Linked DNA regions of Mus musculus: regions 1, 2 and 3 are each linked to region 4. The links are chromatin contacts, called in public promoter capture Hi-C maps. All regions are on one chromosome and are shown on one strand. Each heading gives the region's core, a stretch centred on a gene start, on an enhancer-like site or on the middle of the called end of the contact. The rest is flanking DNA. Distances are from core to core; before and after follow the strand shown. Region 1 overlaps Cnst (consortin, connexin sorting protein). Region 2 overlaps Cnst (consortin, connexin sorting protein). Region 3 holds the start of Sccpdh (saccharopine dehydrogenase (putative)). Region 4 holds the start of Kif26b (kinesin family member 26B).

Evidence for each region. Promoter capture Hi-C pulls out the DNA fragments that hold promoters and counts their contacts.
Region 1: a promoter capture Hi-C map of liver shows a contact between it and region 4, with 4 times the contacts expected there. The contact joins the enhancer-like site here to the promoter of Kif26b in region 4. A contact is called at or near these places in 5 of 39 promoter capture datasets (the C10 cell line, the HPC-7 cell line, hippocampal neurons and 2 more) and 2 of 115 datasets of contacts at active chromatin or transcription factors (embryonic forebrain and embryonic stem cells).
Region 2: a promoter capture Hi-C map of liver shows a contact between it and region 4, with 2.5 times the contacts expected there. The contact joins the enhancer-like site here to the promoter of Kif26b in region 4. A contact is called at or near these places in 3 of 39 promoter capture datasets (frontonasal cranial neural crest, liver and second pharyngeal arch cranial neural crest) and 4 of 115 datasets of contacts at active chromatin or transcription factors (bone marrow-derived macrophages, embryonic forebrain, forebrain and 1 more).
Region 3: a promoter capture Hi-C map of liver shows a contact between it and region 4, with 5 times the contacts expected there. The contact joins the promoter of Sccpdh here to the promoter of Kif26b in region 4. A contact is called at or near these places in 8 of 39 promoter capture datasets (3T3-L1-derived adipocytes, the HPC-7 cell line, embryonic stem cells and 4 more), 1 of 115 datasets of contacts at active chromatin or transcription factors (embryonic forebrain) and 1 of 9 other capture datasets (liver).

The regions. Positions count from the first base shown.
Region 1 is chr1:179,607,301-179,611,131 of GRCm38.p6, forward strand. Cnst (consortin, connexin sorting protein) reads left to right here. Exons shown (of 11, transcript NM_146105.3): 9 at 2,486-3,366. Among named protein-coding and RNA genes, the nearest start is that of Sccpdh, 59 kb to the right of the region's middle. Within about 2 kb of position 1,386, at least 10 of the 459 cell types and tissues checked have an H3K27ac peak or open chromatin away from gene starts, as enhancers often do. A contact at or near this core is called in liver, where this site is marked.
Region 2 is chr1:179,570,073-179,573,882 of GRCm38.p6, forward strand. All of the region lies in intron 1 of Cnst (consortin, connexin sorting protein), which reads left to right. Among named protein-coding and RNA genes, the nearest start is that of Cnst, 25 kb to the left of the region's middle. Within about 2 kb of position 1,864, at least 50 of the 459 cell types and tissues checked have an H3K27ac peak or open chromatin away from gene starts, as enhancers often do. A contact at or near this core is called in liver, where this site is marked.
Region 3 is chr1:179,666,414-179,670,152 of GRCm38.p6, forward strand. Sccpdh (saccharopine dehydrogenase (putative)) reads left to right here and starts at 1,818. Exons shown (of 12, transcript NM_178653.3): 1 at 1,818-2,132. The coding sequence starts at 1,943.
Region 4 is chr1:178,527,247-178,530,870 of GRCm38.p6, forward strand. It overlaps Kif26b (kinesin family member 26B), which reads left to right and starts at 1,879. Exons shown (of 15, transcript NM_001161665.1): 1 at 1,879-2,379; 2 at 3,143-3,544. The coding sequence starts at 2,317.

The DNA.
Region 1 (3,831 bases), core at 136-2,635, 1.1 Mb after region 4:
GTGACTGTGTGTGAGAGACACTGTATGAGTGAGTGTGTGTGTCTGTGACTATATAAGTGCATGTGCAAACGGATGTGTGTGTGTGTGTGTGTGTGTGTGTGTGTGTGTGTGTGTGACTGTGTGTGTGAGACATTGCATGTGTGCTGTGAGAGTGTGTGTGATTCATACCGCTTTGTGTGTATGTCTGTGACTATATAAGTGCATGTGCAAGCATATCAAACAGGCTTTGGGAAACATTTCTAAATGTATTTACAAAGCTTTAGAAGTAAATATTTTCAGGACATTTTTATCCTGATGATGATTTTATTATCAGTTTATATTATGAACCTTATGATTTGAACTGTTTTAAAGAGAGATGGCAGGCGTTCTGAGTGAGCCTCCCTGACAGTACAGATGTGACTGTTGCCATTCACTAGCCCTCTGCTCTACCAAAGCTCTTGTTAAGTCAGTTCCAAATCTTCATTCCCTTTTCTCTTATGACACAAATTAGGGATTTTGTTTTGTGTCAACCTCACACGCTTGTTTTTTTTTTTTTTCTGTCTTTTTTCTAGTAATTTTTTAAATGTCAGAAACCAGGGTAAAATAAGCTTTATTGCAACTTAATAGACACGGTGATGTGCACCTGTAATCCCAGAACCGAAAGGGGCAGGCAGGAGAACACGACTCAAAGTCGTCCTCTTAGTTACAGGGCGAGTTTAAGCCTGGCCTGGGCTGTAGAAGATCCTGTCCTGAGTCATGTCCACACACACACACACACACACACACACACACACACACACACACACACACACACATGCACCCAGTAAAGGGATGGACTCAGGAGTCACCCAGTTTGAGTGTGGCCGTGCCTCCACATTGTGTGCACTGGGAAGATTGCTGTTAGGAACCCTGTGTGTGAAGCGAAGCTTAGCACTGCATGCAGCCCAGCACCGGCCTGTCCTCTGCTGCGCTCTCTGTGGTACAGATGGGGAGACCGAGGCACCACAGTTAAGGCCATTTGTCTGGTGCTCTGGTTCTTAAGTTAAGCCTGGATCCTTGCTCTTCTAACTGAATACCTCATTTTTTGACTGAGTAAACGGTTGGGATTATCACTGGCTTCAACAATCCAAACAACAATATCCATCATGATCCTGGACAAAGAAGGGCATCTGGCCCCACCTCATCTTTAAGAGAGAATTGTCAGTGCTGTGGATGCCTTTCCAGTGTAGCTTGGGGCCCTGCACTCTGCATCTTTCTCTGTATTTTGTCCTTGTTATGTATTGTCCTTTCCCTTATGTGGAGATCCCCAGCCTTGGGGGTTAACAGACCAGGAATGTGCTGCCCGGTCTCATTGGACTTTATGACTGAGCTTGACCCATTTCCCACCTGGCTGTAGCCTTTCTTACTTTGACCTTTGCCCCATACCCTGCCTGATAGATGCCAATAAGCTTGGGCAAGGCTCACAACCCATGGGGACCTGCTGTCTTGCAGCCAAACCTTGGACTCTCCAGAGATGGCCACTTCTTCTCAGTGCTCTCTGATATCAGAAGTTGGGGGTCGGGAGCCAGGGACCGTGCAGAACTCTTCCGGTGCCGCCTCTGCATGACAGCGGAGTCTGCCAGGCCGTTTTGGCCTCTCCGGCATCTGAGACAGAACTTAGGAAATACCTGGTCTTGGGGCTGGACTGCTTAGATTGTCAGTTGGTAATTGAAGTTCTAGTAAACTAAAATTTAAAAGGAATAAAACTATTATTTTGTCTTACACTTTTGACTGTTTTTTGTGGAAATTATATATGCCCTCGTAGAATGTTTAGCTAACAAGATGAGAGGGCTTCTTTCTTGACCAATGGGCAAGTTCTGCTTTTTGTTTACATACAAGTTTTTTCTTTAAAAAGTATTGAGAGGTAGAAATTCAAACCTGTTTCTGCTTCTTGTCAGATGTATTCTCTGTAGTCCCCTCTGCGCCCATGTACTAGGAAGCTGCCTGTGCTCTGAAGGCACATTTTCAAAGGTGCTGTGTTCAGATTACAAGTCTAATCTGACAAACTCTCCTTCCTTCATTCTGAATAAACTTCGTCCTATTTACATCTTTATATTATTAGTAAGATTACCCAAATACTTACCCAATAATGGCATGCCTTAAGTAAGTAGAAGCTAAAAAAGTTTTCTGGTTTATTAGATTTTTAAAAAAAGAAAAATAATAAGTGTATTTATTTAAATATAAAAGACAAAAAATTCAGAATTTAAACTTTTTTATTTATAATGAGGACTGAATCATTCATTTACTTTAACATGCTTTTGAATAATCATTTTTCACTACATTAATACTATTTATTAACCACATGGCGTGTGTGTTCTGCCTAAGGACACTGCAGTGTAACAGACAGCATTTCTGTCTGAAAGGGTTAGAATAGTTTTGTGTCACACGTGTGCATGTGTTCCCCTCTACCTTTGTATGCAAAGCGTTGTTTGGAGTCCAAAAGCAGCTTATTTTTCTTCATATTCAGAGATTGAAACCTGTCCCAGCACGGATCCAAGTGGAGACCGGCATGAGGAGGAGCCCCAGGAGAGCAGCCCCGGCTGTCATCAGATGGAGTGGCAGACAGCTTCCCCCGAGCTTCCAGGGACTGCAGGAAAGGACCACACGGAGGAGCTGCCCAGCAGCACCAATGCCACACTGGACCTCCACACCCAGTCCCTGGAGACAGCCGGGAGCAGGTCAGGGCCAGCTGCTGCCTCGAATGCCTGCAAAGACAGCAGCTGCGTGCCGGCGCCTCCCACAGAGGACCACTGCGGTGTGGCCAGAGACCCTAAGGTGGCTCCTCCTAGTGAATCAGTGGCAGAGCAGAAGCTCTCCACCGGCGACGACGGTGCACTGCCTGGGTTGATTTCAGAGGGTAAATATTCACAGGCACACCGAAAAGAACTCTGCCTTCCTCTGCAGGACGCATTTGAAGCGCTGCCCAGGGACCAGCCTCACAGCAGTGAGGTAGCTGAGCCGCGGCAGCCTGATGTCACGGCCAGTGATGGGAAATCAGCACAGAGTCAGGCTGGCTTGGAGACTGGTCCTGAGAGTGCACTCTGTGGTGACAGGAAAGCCTGTGACGTAAGCACACTGTGTCTGGAAGTGTGTATGGCCCCAGAAGAAAGGCGGGACAGTGAAGACCGAGTGAGTAAGGAAACGGAAGACTATCTGCACAGCCTTTTGGAGAGATGCTTGAAGGATGCTGAAGATTCCCTGTCCTACGAGGACATCCAGGACGACGACTCTGACCTCCTCCAAGACCTCTCTCCTGAAGAAGCGTCCTACAGTCTCCAGGAGGATCTGCCTCCTGACGAGAGCACGCTCTCCCTTGATGATCTGGCCAAGAAGATAGAGATCGCAGAGGTAAATCGGGGATGAAGAGCAGGGAGAGTAAGGTGCAATCTCATGTGCAAATCCTGCTCTGGTTCTAAGCTTAAGGGGACAATTCCATTAACATCAACATTAATTATTGAATGACTTGTGTGTTGTTAAATCAGATGGCATTCAGTCACTGCAGTGCTTACAGTTTAGGAAGCTACGTTGTCTGCCTCTAGACAGAGGCAAGAGGCACGGCTACCAACGCCATATTTCTTTTTCAACCTTGTGAGTTAGCATTCTCAGGGGCTCAGATGAAGACAAGATTGGGCACACTCGAGTAAGGAAGCCTTTCTCCTCGTATCCCCAGGGAATAAGATGATGTGTGTGTGTTCACTGTTCCTTCAGTGTGGGAACACGCATCTCTAGATTACACAAGCAGCCTTAACAGAACGGAGGGAAGCTTTGAGATGACGCTTTAAGATGAACTTTTAAGCTATTAAATAGAGAAAA
Region 2 (3,810 bases), core at 614-3,113, 1.0 Mb after region 4:
CGTTTCTCCTGTAGAAGGTTAGGATGCAGATCTCTGTTTAGCTACTACTTTGTAATTTAACTGCACCATGAGGCTGATTTGAAGACAGTGAATATACCACGAAGTAGAATTTGGAATTATGATAGAATTCATCTCTAAACAGTGTGGATTTATGGAGTAGAATGCACAGTATGGACTTATGGTAACTAACACTCACGTGCGAGTGGGCCAGTTGCCCCTGTCTTGGCTGCTTGATACTTTCCAGGTAATTCCCAGGGCCCTCTCCCAACACTATGCCCCATCTCTTCAGTGTGTGCACCTCCTGTGAGTCTGGTTTTGTTTTTGATATACAACTTTTACAATGTGCCCAAAATGTTTTGACGTTTGGGTATGAGGAAGTACCAACAAGGGGGATGCATAATTCTGAGGCTGACATTCTGAAAATAAATAAACAAGGAGTAGAAATTACTTTTAAAGGCCTATAGCATCTATTTCTGTCAGTAGGTATTTATTTACATTGTCATGTTACACTAATTATAATGTCTGTGCCAGGAAATGCCTGTAGCATAACTTGTATTAGCAAGAATGAATTAGCATGGAGTGAGTCACCATGACTATGACCCTTGTCAAGGCTGTGTCAGAGCGGTATGGACCAATAGAAATACAGTGCAGGCTGTATATGTAATATTGTTTCTAGAAACTACACTAGGAAAAGCCTCTCCCCTTCTTGGTACATGTTAGAGTGAAACACAGGGTCTTGTGTAGGGCTGGCTAGCTTAGTACTCTACATATATCCCAGGCTAGTCTCAACCTCACAGCAGTCTTTATGCCCCAGCTTCCTCAGTGCTGGGTTTGTAGGTGTGTACCAGCAAGCTTAGCTAATAACCCTTTTAAAAAATTACATTTATTTAGCATGTGGGTGCATGCTTGTGAGCTTGGTAGCAAGTGCCTTAACCCATGGCCTTGTTTAGAGACAGGGCCTCACTGTGTTACTGAGGGTGGTCTCCAGCTCTCTATACCTGGGCTGGCCGCAAACTGTGACCCTCTTGCCACCCCTGCTTCCTGGGTGCTGAGATTATAGGTGTGGACCACTGTGCCCAGTGCTTAATCTGTATTTTGATTTCGTAAAATTTACTGATGTAAAAGGCTCAAATACAGTGTTCCACATGTGCCTAAGGCTTTCAGTTACTGAATTAATTTCCATTTTAATTTAGTTATGTAAAATGAACATTTCAGCTCCTGTCAACTCCTGTCAGTCAAAGCACTTGATATGCATTTTACCACCTTCCCCACTAGATAGGATCCATTACTGCTTTCTCTTGCTGGTCATGGTCTTCGACTGAATGCTGCCATTGTGTACAGGCAACATCCAGTAGACCAGCAGTCAAACCTTGTGACTTCACATTCGCTTCCTCGGGAGCTACGCGCTGACATTGTCCACAAGGGAGCCCTGAGGGCAGCATCTTAGGGAGAGAGCACTGAGAAGCATTAGTCTTACACACACACACACACACACACACACACACACACATACACACACGCACTGAAATTGGAACTGGGACAATGGCCTACTGGGTAAAGCGCTTGGCCCACAAGTGTGAGGACCTGGACTTGAGTTCCCAGAACATCTGTAAGAAGCTGAGCCAGGCGGTGGTGGTGGTTCATGCCTTTAATCCCAGCACTTGGGAGGCAGACAGGTGGATTTTTTTGGGTTTGAGGTCAACCTGGTCTACAGAGTTCCAGGACAGCCAGGGCTACACAGAGAAACCCTGTCTCGGAAAAAAACAAACAAACAAAAAAGAAGCTGAGTGTGTCATTGCACATCTGTAATCCTGGCACTGGGGACACAGGGATAGCCAACCTAGCCAAATCAATGAGCCTCTGGCTCAATAAGAGAAATCTTTAAAAAGGAAGTGGAAAGCAACTGAAAACTCCCTGCATCAACCTCTGGCCTCCACACTCGTTTGTGCATGTGCACCGACACAAACATTAAAATCTAGGCTCTGAGTGTCAGAGAGCAGGCAGTACTTGTTTTTCTGAGCCTGGTTCATCTCACTTTAAATAATTTCCAGGTCCATCCATTTTTCTGCACATGTCATGATTTCTTTCTTTCCTTTTTAATATTTTGTTGTGTCTATGCTCCACATTTCTCTTTTCCAACTATTGATGGAATTCTGGGCTGCTTCCATTTGTTAGCTGTTGTGAGTAGGGTAGCAATAAACATGTATGCGCAAAATATCACTGTGGTAGGACTTAGAGTCCTTGAAGTATGCACGCAGGGGACATATATATAGTTAGCTCACTTAGTCCTTCTATTATTAATTTGGGTTATGTTGTTGATTGACACAGGGTGTTATTAGCCTAGGCTGCCCTTGGACTTGCTATGTAGCCTGAACATCTATCTGGTCCTATGGTTTTCCCTACCAAGTGCTGGGATCCTAGGCGTATACCATCATCCTACTTTGTGTTTAGTGTTTTGAGAAGCCCATCCTGATTTCGGTACTACTTACACCCATTTCTACTCCCACCAGCAATGAACCAAGGTCATGAGAATCCCACTTTTAGAAGCACTGTCTGAGTCCTGTATGCTCTACATTCATTTTAGAAAACAAGGGGAAATGTCAGTCTTCTCTGGTTCTCCATCAGCCCTCCAAGCTGATACACGGTTAACTTCTAGAAGCTTCCTGGTAGTTCGGTACCGCAGTCAACACTCATAACTAAAATGTGAAATTGAAAGGTTTTGACTGGCACTTGAAAACTGTTTGAACTCAATCGAGTGTGGTAAAGCATGCTGCAATTCCAGCATTCAGACTGAAGAGCTTGAGATTGAGACTCGCCTGAGCTACACAGCATGTTCCAGGCCATCCTAAGCTACTGTACGGAGGGAGACCTTGTCTCCAAAAACGAAACCCCAAGAAATAAAACAAGCATCAGCAAAAACTATATAAAACAGTATTGAACGCAGTGAAGGGCGTGTTGGAGTACGTTCGTGCGTGCGTGCATGCGTGCGTACGTGTGTCTGTGTGTGTGTGTGTGTGTGTATGTGTGTGTGTGTGTTGGAGTGTCTAATGAGAAGGTGCTGGAGTGTGAGTGTTTCTTCCTCAGTATTGAGCTGGTGAGGAGTGGGCGTCTCTGGACTTGAGGCTAGTAGAGCACCCTTGGATCACCATCTCTGACTTTTGACCTGACTATAAATTGGCAAATTCAAACTTAGGAGTCAGCCTTTGTTCTTTTGAAGGAACTTGGTATGTGAAAGTTAAAGTATTTCAGTCTGATCTGAATGAATTAAAGAAATATGGCAATACAGTCTCCTAAAGTAGTTCTAGTCACTGGTATATACCTAACTATTCCTGTGCAGCGTCTTTCACCTTAATCAGAGCTTATGCTTAATACCACTACATTTAAGTGTAAGAATCATGATTTAAATTTTATATGTGATTAAGTTTATGTTTTTTTTTTTTTTTTTTTTTTCGAGACAGGGTTTCTCTGTGTAGCATTGGCTGTCCTGGAACTCACTCTGTAGACCAGGCTGGCCTCCAACTCAGAAATCCACCTGCCTCTGCCTCCCGAGTGCTGGGATTAAAGGCGTGCGCCACCACACACGGCAAGTTTATGCTTTTAACAAAATAAAGACTTCTATTTTTAAACTGTTAGAATGCTTGTTTGGTATTTCTTCCTTGAGGTTTTCTGGGCTTCCACGTTTTATATAGGCCTTCCTTGAATATATTTGTTTGAAATTCTTTGACTAAAGAGTCAACATGTCAGATGACTCACACCATGTACATATTTGGAATGCTATTTTGCCTCAAGAGTCTGGAAAGTCACTGTCAT
Region 3 (3,739 bases), core at 568-3,067, 1.1 Mb after region 4:
CATCAGCCCCTTCTACTTTTGTTTCATGGCCATGAAAAGAGTAGTTTGTGGGGGCTGGAGAGATGGCTCAGTGGTTAAGGGCTACTGGTTGTTCTTCCAAAGGACCCAGGTTCAATTCCCAGCACCCACATGGCAGCTCACAACTGTCTGTAACTCCAGCACCTGATCCTCTCACACCAATGCACATAAGAGTAATTTTCTCTGCCTTGAAGTCCAGTCACCGGCATCCAGAAAGACTACCAGAGGCCCAGAGACCCAAAGCAACAGGCACATCTGACTAAAGACTGAAAATACACAAACTGCAAACCTAAGCAAACTTCTTCTTCTTTGCAAGTTAATTTATCAGATATTTTCTTTTTGTTTGGTTTTGTGTGTGTGTGTTTTGCCTGTGTGTACTTCTGTGCATCATGTAAGTACCCGGTACCAGAGGAAGCCAGAAGAGAGTACCAGATCCCCTGGAACTGGAGTTACAGAAGGCTGTAAGTTGCCTTGTGGGTGCTAGGAATCGAACCTGAGTTCTCTGGAAGAGCATCTAGTGTGCTTAACTGTGGAGCCATCTCTTCATTCCCCAAGAATTTCTTGATCGTGAGAGAAAACCAACTAGAGCATTAAAAACAAAACAAAACAAAACAACAACAACAAAAAACAGCAGGGGAAGCTGGTCCAGTGCTCAGGAGGCAGAGGCTGGTGGATCTGAGCTGGAGGCTGGCCTAGTCTACCAAGAGAGTCCCAGGACAGCCACCAGAGTTAACAAAGAGAAACACTGTCTCAAAAAAACAAAAGAAAAGGAGTGGGGTGGGAAGTGGGGTGGAAGGCTTGTAATTCAAAGACTCAGGAGACTGACACTGGAGGACCCAGATTCTGAGGCCACAGAGAAGCTGTCTGGAAACAAAAGCAACAACAAAACTTTAAGCAAGCTTAAGACAAAGGAAAACAAACAAACAAACAACGCTCAACAATAATCAGCAATTTGGGCAGCCCTGAAAACCAGAGCTGGGTCTAAGAAATCCAGAACGGAATTCAAGTCAAGTGATATTTACAGAAAAAAAAAAAAAAAATCACTAAGGCAAATGAGAGGCTTCATGGGATAGTGGTCATCTAAATACCCTGGCCTAGCTGCTGTACCCACCCCCATGGACATTCTGCTTTCTACAATAAGTCTCAACGAACACGATTAGGTTTGGTCTGTAGCAGCTCCGAGAATAGCTCAGTAGGCACAAGTGCTTACTGCTGATCCTGACATTTGATCCCTAGACTAGTTGTCCCCTGGCTCCTGTGGCACGGGCGTGTGCACAGACAAGACATACAGACGCATAAACAAACTTAAAAATAATTTAAAAAATTTTTTTAAAGGAAGCCTAGCCCAAAGCAATGGTCTCTGACACCATCAGAAAGGCTGGATGACAGACAGTCAGTCCAATGCTCTCAGCTCGGGTCACCAGCGTTCCTTATTGCTAATAAGCTTCTCCTCCGCCACCGACTTCCAAGCTCCAGTTCTCGGCGTGGGCGACCCCCCGGCCGTCTCTTTTCGCAATCCCCCCAGAGAAGCGGGAAGAACCGGCCCGCCCTGGTTCTGCTTCAGGGGAACCAAGAGGACGCGATGATTCGGGTGGCCAGATTGATGCGGGTAGCCGGGCGGCGGGCAGCAATGGGCCGTCGGCCGCTCCTGTCAGCCACCGAAGCGGACGTGCAGCCCGAGCCGGATGTGGCGGCGCGGCACCGGCCGGTGGCCCGGGATGCGGCGCAGCAGCTTGGTCGCGAGGAGGCGTGGGCGTGGCTGTGGGCGTGGCCCGCGCGTGGGCCGAAGGGAGCCGGGCGCTGTAGCCGCGCCGACGGCGGCCAGGACAGCGGCGGTTGCTGCGCCCGGTACTGGGGTCCCGGCCTGAGGCGCAGGCGCGGTGGACTCAGCCCGCCCCGGGCTGCAGCTCGCTGTGGACTCGTCATGGCGACGGAGCAGAGGCCTTTCCACCTGGTGGTGTTCGGCGCCTCTGGCTTCACCGGCCAGTTCGTGACGGAGGAGGTGGCCCGGGAGCAGATAGCCTCGGAGCAGAGCTCCCGCCTGCCCTGGGCCGTGGCGGGTCGCTCCAAGGAGAAGCTGCAGCAAGTGCTGGAGAAGGCTGCCCAGAAACTGGGTAACACGGCGGGGTCGCCGGGGTGGGCAGGGCCGGGCCGGGCTGGGCGCAGGTCGCCGAGGGGCGTCTCCCTAGCGTGCGCCTGCATCGAGCCCTGCGGGAGGACCGGACGCCTCGCCTGGCCGAGCCGGGCCGGGCCTTGTTCCGCTCCTAAATTAAAGGAAAAAAAGAAGAAAAGGCTTTTCTCTCCCTCCCAATTTGGGGATCTCCACTGTCGAGAGAGAGTTCAGAACTTCAGTGGCTCCTCTGTCCATCTCTGTTGTTCTGATGGGTTTGAAGGGTTCTTGTACTTGTGGGAAAGGGAAATAAGACACGGATTTCTTGGAGGTCCATTGTAGTTTGTCTCTTGGGGACAATTAAGAAAGCTGAGTTGTACTAGCAATATTATAGTGCACCTATTTTTGTGGCTTGGTGATACGGATTTAGCTCAGCACTTCTGAACGTGGTAAGCATATACACCGTGCTTCTGAGTTACCCCGCTAGCTGCTTGCTTTTTTGTGTGTGTGTGTTTTTCTGGTTTTCAGTTTGTGTTTTTGCTTGTCGAAATCCGCCTGCAGTTCTCACTTTAATTGCTTGAGGCAGTGTGGGCTGACCTGGACATACTGATGCCCTTGCCTCTTCGCACCCCCACCCTCCACTCCAGTCGTCTTATTCTTAATAAAAATGTGGGAATTTTTTTTTTCTTTTTAAGTTTTGGATGTTTACTTATTCTTTCAGCTTCTAGTCAACATGTTGATTGAGTAGTATTTTCCATGCTAGGCCTTGTCCTAAGTGTTGTGATGCACACATGGGAGTGAGGAGGGACACGTGGGTGCTCTTGCGTGTACACACACACACACACACACACACCCAACCTTTTTGCTTTGGGGAAGCACCCGACTTAGAACCCCATAGCCTTGGAGTTTGGCAACTAAATCTCCACCCAGGACAAGTCATACTTGTTCTTCATTCTTTCTATTCAGTTTTATGGTTCCACACTGAGCCTTGTCAGGGCAAGGGAACACAGCCTTTTGTTTTGTGCTGCCATTGCTAACACACAGAACCTTGACAGAGAAGTTTTGGACATTTATTGTTTTCTGGAAAACAGGCCATTATTAAAATACATTGTTCCTTTTATTTTCCCTCAGTGAGAGTATAGCAGTGGTTCTCAGAGACCTGTGGATTGCAGACCCCTTGAAGGTCGAATGACTGTTTCATAGGGGTTGTCTAAGATCATCGGAAAACACAGATGCTTAGATTATGATTGACAACAGTAACAAAATTACAGCTATACATTAGTAACGAAAATAATTTTTATGGTTGGGGTCACTACAACATGAGGAACTGGATTAAAGGGTCACAGCACTAGGAAGGCAGAGAACCACTGCTGTATAATTATAACCTAATTCCTTACCATCTACATTGCCCAAATTAGGCAGCTTTGCAGAGAGTGCCTTAATCAGTGGAGACTTGCATGGCTCTATTGGGTCAATTAGTTCCAGTTATTTCCTTATAAGCTTGGATGATTTTATATAGGCTGGACTACTTAAAAATGAAATCACGGGTCTGGCGAGGTGTCCCAGCAGTTAGAACATGTACTGCTCTTGCTGAGGATCCCAGCAGCTGCA
Region 4 (3,624 bases), core at 629-3,128:
TCTTGAGGAGCCGCCATCTATAAAATTTCACCAACAGAGGGCGCTCCGAGCCCATCAAACGCCGGGGACCGAAGATATTTTGAGATGCACATCAGATCTCAGGGCTCATCATTCTTCAGGACGAATCGTGCAGCTCCGCAATGGCTCTCCCTTCGACACCCCACCTTTCCCACTTCGGGCTTCACGGGCTCGTCCATTTCACCTGGCCACATGCTGCTTTGAGGCTGATAAGCCGCGCGTAGCTAATGGCGACGATATTTTCCGCGGCACCTAGGCAGAATACAGATGCGGCTGCAGTTGGGCTGCCTGGAGGCTACCAGTCCCCCTAAGGTCTTCGGCAGATATGATCGCGTTGAAATTGGAAGTAGGAACGTAATGGAAACTTCCACAGTGTTCTCAACATCTTCATTTTGACCTTCTCGCCTCGCTTTAGAGGCTATGAAATATCCGGGGTGCACCAGCTGCAGAGGGCGCTGGGCGGGGATGGCGATGCCCGGGAGGCGCCGAAGGTTCACACAGGAAGACAGGAGGGGGGGGCGTTGCCCCGGGTTCTAGCACCCCAATTGTTGTATTCTGCCCCCTCCTTTCTCTTGCATATGTTGAAGGAAGACAGCGACTAGGGAAGCCCGAAATGTCCTCCTGCCCCCGCCTAGCCCCAGGCCAGGTCTTTCCGGGGTACCCAGATGCCATTACACCACACGTGATCTCCGCGCCCGGCTGGTCCCGCAGGAGGCGTCTCGTGGGGTGTTAATTAAAGGTCACAACAAAATAGACCTGCCGGCTCACCAGAAGAAATGTCCTCCCGGGAAATGAAAAATGACACCCCGGAGCAGCCACGTGTGGAGCCCGGCGTACGCCGGCTTCCTGCGCTCCTGGGCGCTGCGCCGGGCGGGGGACGGGAATCAGACAGCGGGCGACAGCTGGGTGCTCTGGAGATCCCACAGGTCCGGGTGCTGGCAGGCAACCGTGCAAAGGGGCAAGGGGACGATCCCAGTCCCCGAGGTCGATCAGCTCGCGCCACACCCCCTCTCCAGGCCCGCGCAGTCCTTCCGCGCGCGTTCGGCGCGACCAATCCCTCAGTTTCCCCAGCCTGGCAGCTACAGGCTGGGTCTCGGGCTCACCTGTGCAGGTCTCGGGAGGTTTTCCCTTCATTAACAGGGGCTTGGGCCCGTGGGCGGGCGCGGGAAGGGGGGCTCAAGGCTCCCGGTGCTCAAATCGGGGTCCAGGGGAGGAGGGTCCCCTGGCCCGCTGGGGCTAGGAGGGCGAATCAAGACAAGGTTTGCCAGGCAGGTCTGGGAGAACAAAGGGCGGGGGGGTTGGTCCCGGCCTGTTTGCGGACTTGTTTGTGACTCAATCCGTTTGCACGGCTTTTCAAAGGCAGACCTGCACGCCTTGCCAGGAAGAGACCAGCTCTCGGGGAGGGGGGCGGGGAGGCCTGGGTGCTGCGTTTCAGCGCAGCTCGGCCGACTCCGAGCTACAGGCTCGCGCGCTGGATAGCACCGGAGCCCGGGGCTGTGGGCCCCTCGCCAGCAACTTCCCCGCCCGGAGCCAGATTTACGACCCCACCCCCGCCCCGGCTGCGCCTGGCGATGCCAGGCCCAAGCGCCGCGCCGTAAATGGATCGCGGCAGGCGAGGCGGCGGCGGCGGCCCGGCGGGCTCCGAGGCGGCGGGGCTGAGGTTCCCTAGGCTCCGCGCTGCTCCCGGACGGACACACGCGTCCTGACCGCGGGCTGCTCTCCGGCCGCGTACAGCCGCCCTCTCCTTGCCCTGCGCGCAACTGTCAGGAGAAAACGGGACGGCGCATATTGGCTCGGCGACACGCCGTGGCTCCTCCCCGAGTCTGGATCCTTATATTTTGGGAGAATTTCTTTGAACTCAGTTAGCGAGCTCGGGGAAGGAGGCAAGTTCCCACCGCCGGCTCGGCTCGGCGAGGGCTCGCCCACCTTCCCTGCAGCCTCCCTGCGTCCTCGCCGCCGTCCTCCTCCGTTTCGGCCCCGCTAGAGGAGAACGCGCGCTGGCCGGGTGGAGGAAAATGCTAGCGATCTGGATGTGACCGCGAAGAGAGGACGCGTGGCTGGAGGAGGCAGAGAGATGAGAAGACCCATTATTTGAGAACCACCAGCCGTTCCAACCTTTCCTGCAAATTGGTGCTATTACTTCTGGGGTCCATTTGCTTTCATTCTTCCCAACCCCCCATTAAGAAATCTTGACTTGAGGACCAACCCCTACCACGAGGGGGGACGCGTCTGGGTTGGCAGACCTTTTGGATGTAGCCTTGTGGGAACATTTAGACCCTTTCCTCTGGAAGAGCCACCATGAATTCGGTAGCCGGAAATAAAGAGAGGCTTGCGGTCTCCACCAGGGGCAAGAAATACGGGGTAAGTTGTGGCGGTGTCCACGAGGAGATGCGTTTCCAGGGACTCATCTGAGTGGGTGTCCTCTGCTTCCCGGGAGCCGGCGGCGGATGCAGGGTCCCCAGCTCTCGGGTGCACCGGCGTCCCCACGGCCGGCGGGGTCGTGCGTGCATGGAGGCGGGTCTGCAGCTCGCCTGGCTACGGGAATGTCTTCAGCCCTTGGTTCCTCCCTTTCCTCACACCCTTAACTTTTGCAGTATTTCGGGACTTGCAGACAGAGTTAAGCCGAGGGGGAGCATTTCCCAGGAATTCCTCTGCTCTTCCCTCGGATCGCTGCCCTGGAGCGGGGAGCCCGTTTGCTTTACCTGCAGGACCTGGGGTGGGGGCTGTTCCCCGAATGAGTAAACATCCAGAAGTCACAGTCACCCACCCTGCGATAGGGTGTTCTAGGACTGTGTACCTAGGCCCTTGCTGGGGTGGGTACCGGGTTTGAAAGAGTAGGGCGCTGGATTTCTGGGTGTTCTCGCAGAAGCTGCAGGATATCCACACCCCGCAAGCTCTTGTGCTGACCCCAGGAGGAATGGAGGGGGACCTGCGTGCGGGTCACTCTGGCGAGGGTGGGTGGGACAGGACTTCCTTAAGGATTGGTCACTTGAAGGATGGAGATAGATGGAGGGCAGGTTTGCATCAGTGCGGGCAGGACGGCGACCCCCCCCCCCCACCAGCCCTCCGCCGCACGGGGGACTGATGGCTCTACAGGGCCTGACGCCGCGCGTCTCTCCGGCAGGTGAACGAAATGTGCTCGCCCACCAAGCCCTCAGCGCCCTGCTCTCCTGAGAGCTGGTACCGCAAGGCTTACGAGGAGTCGCGCGCCGGCAGCCGGCCCACCCCGGAGGGAGCAGGCTCTGCGCTGGGCTCATCGGGCACCCCGTCCCCGGGCTCGGGCACCTCGTCCCCGAGCTCCTTCACCGGCTCTCCGGGACCTGCATCTCCGGGCATTGGTACCAGCTCGCCCGGCTCTCTGGGCGGCTCACCCGGCTTCGGCACCGGCTCCCCTGGCTCGGGCAGCGGCGGCGGCTCCTCCCCCGGCTCCGACCGCGGCGTCTGGTGCGAGAACTGTAACGCCCGCTTGGTGGAGCTGAAGAGGCAGGCTCTCAAGCTGCTGCTGCCGGGACCCCTCCCGGGAAAGGTGAGCTACTGCGGGGTGCTCTGCGGGAAGATGCGCCCCACCTTAGGATGCTGCCTCGAGGCGCCCGGGTGTAAGGCCCC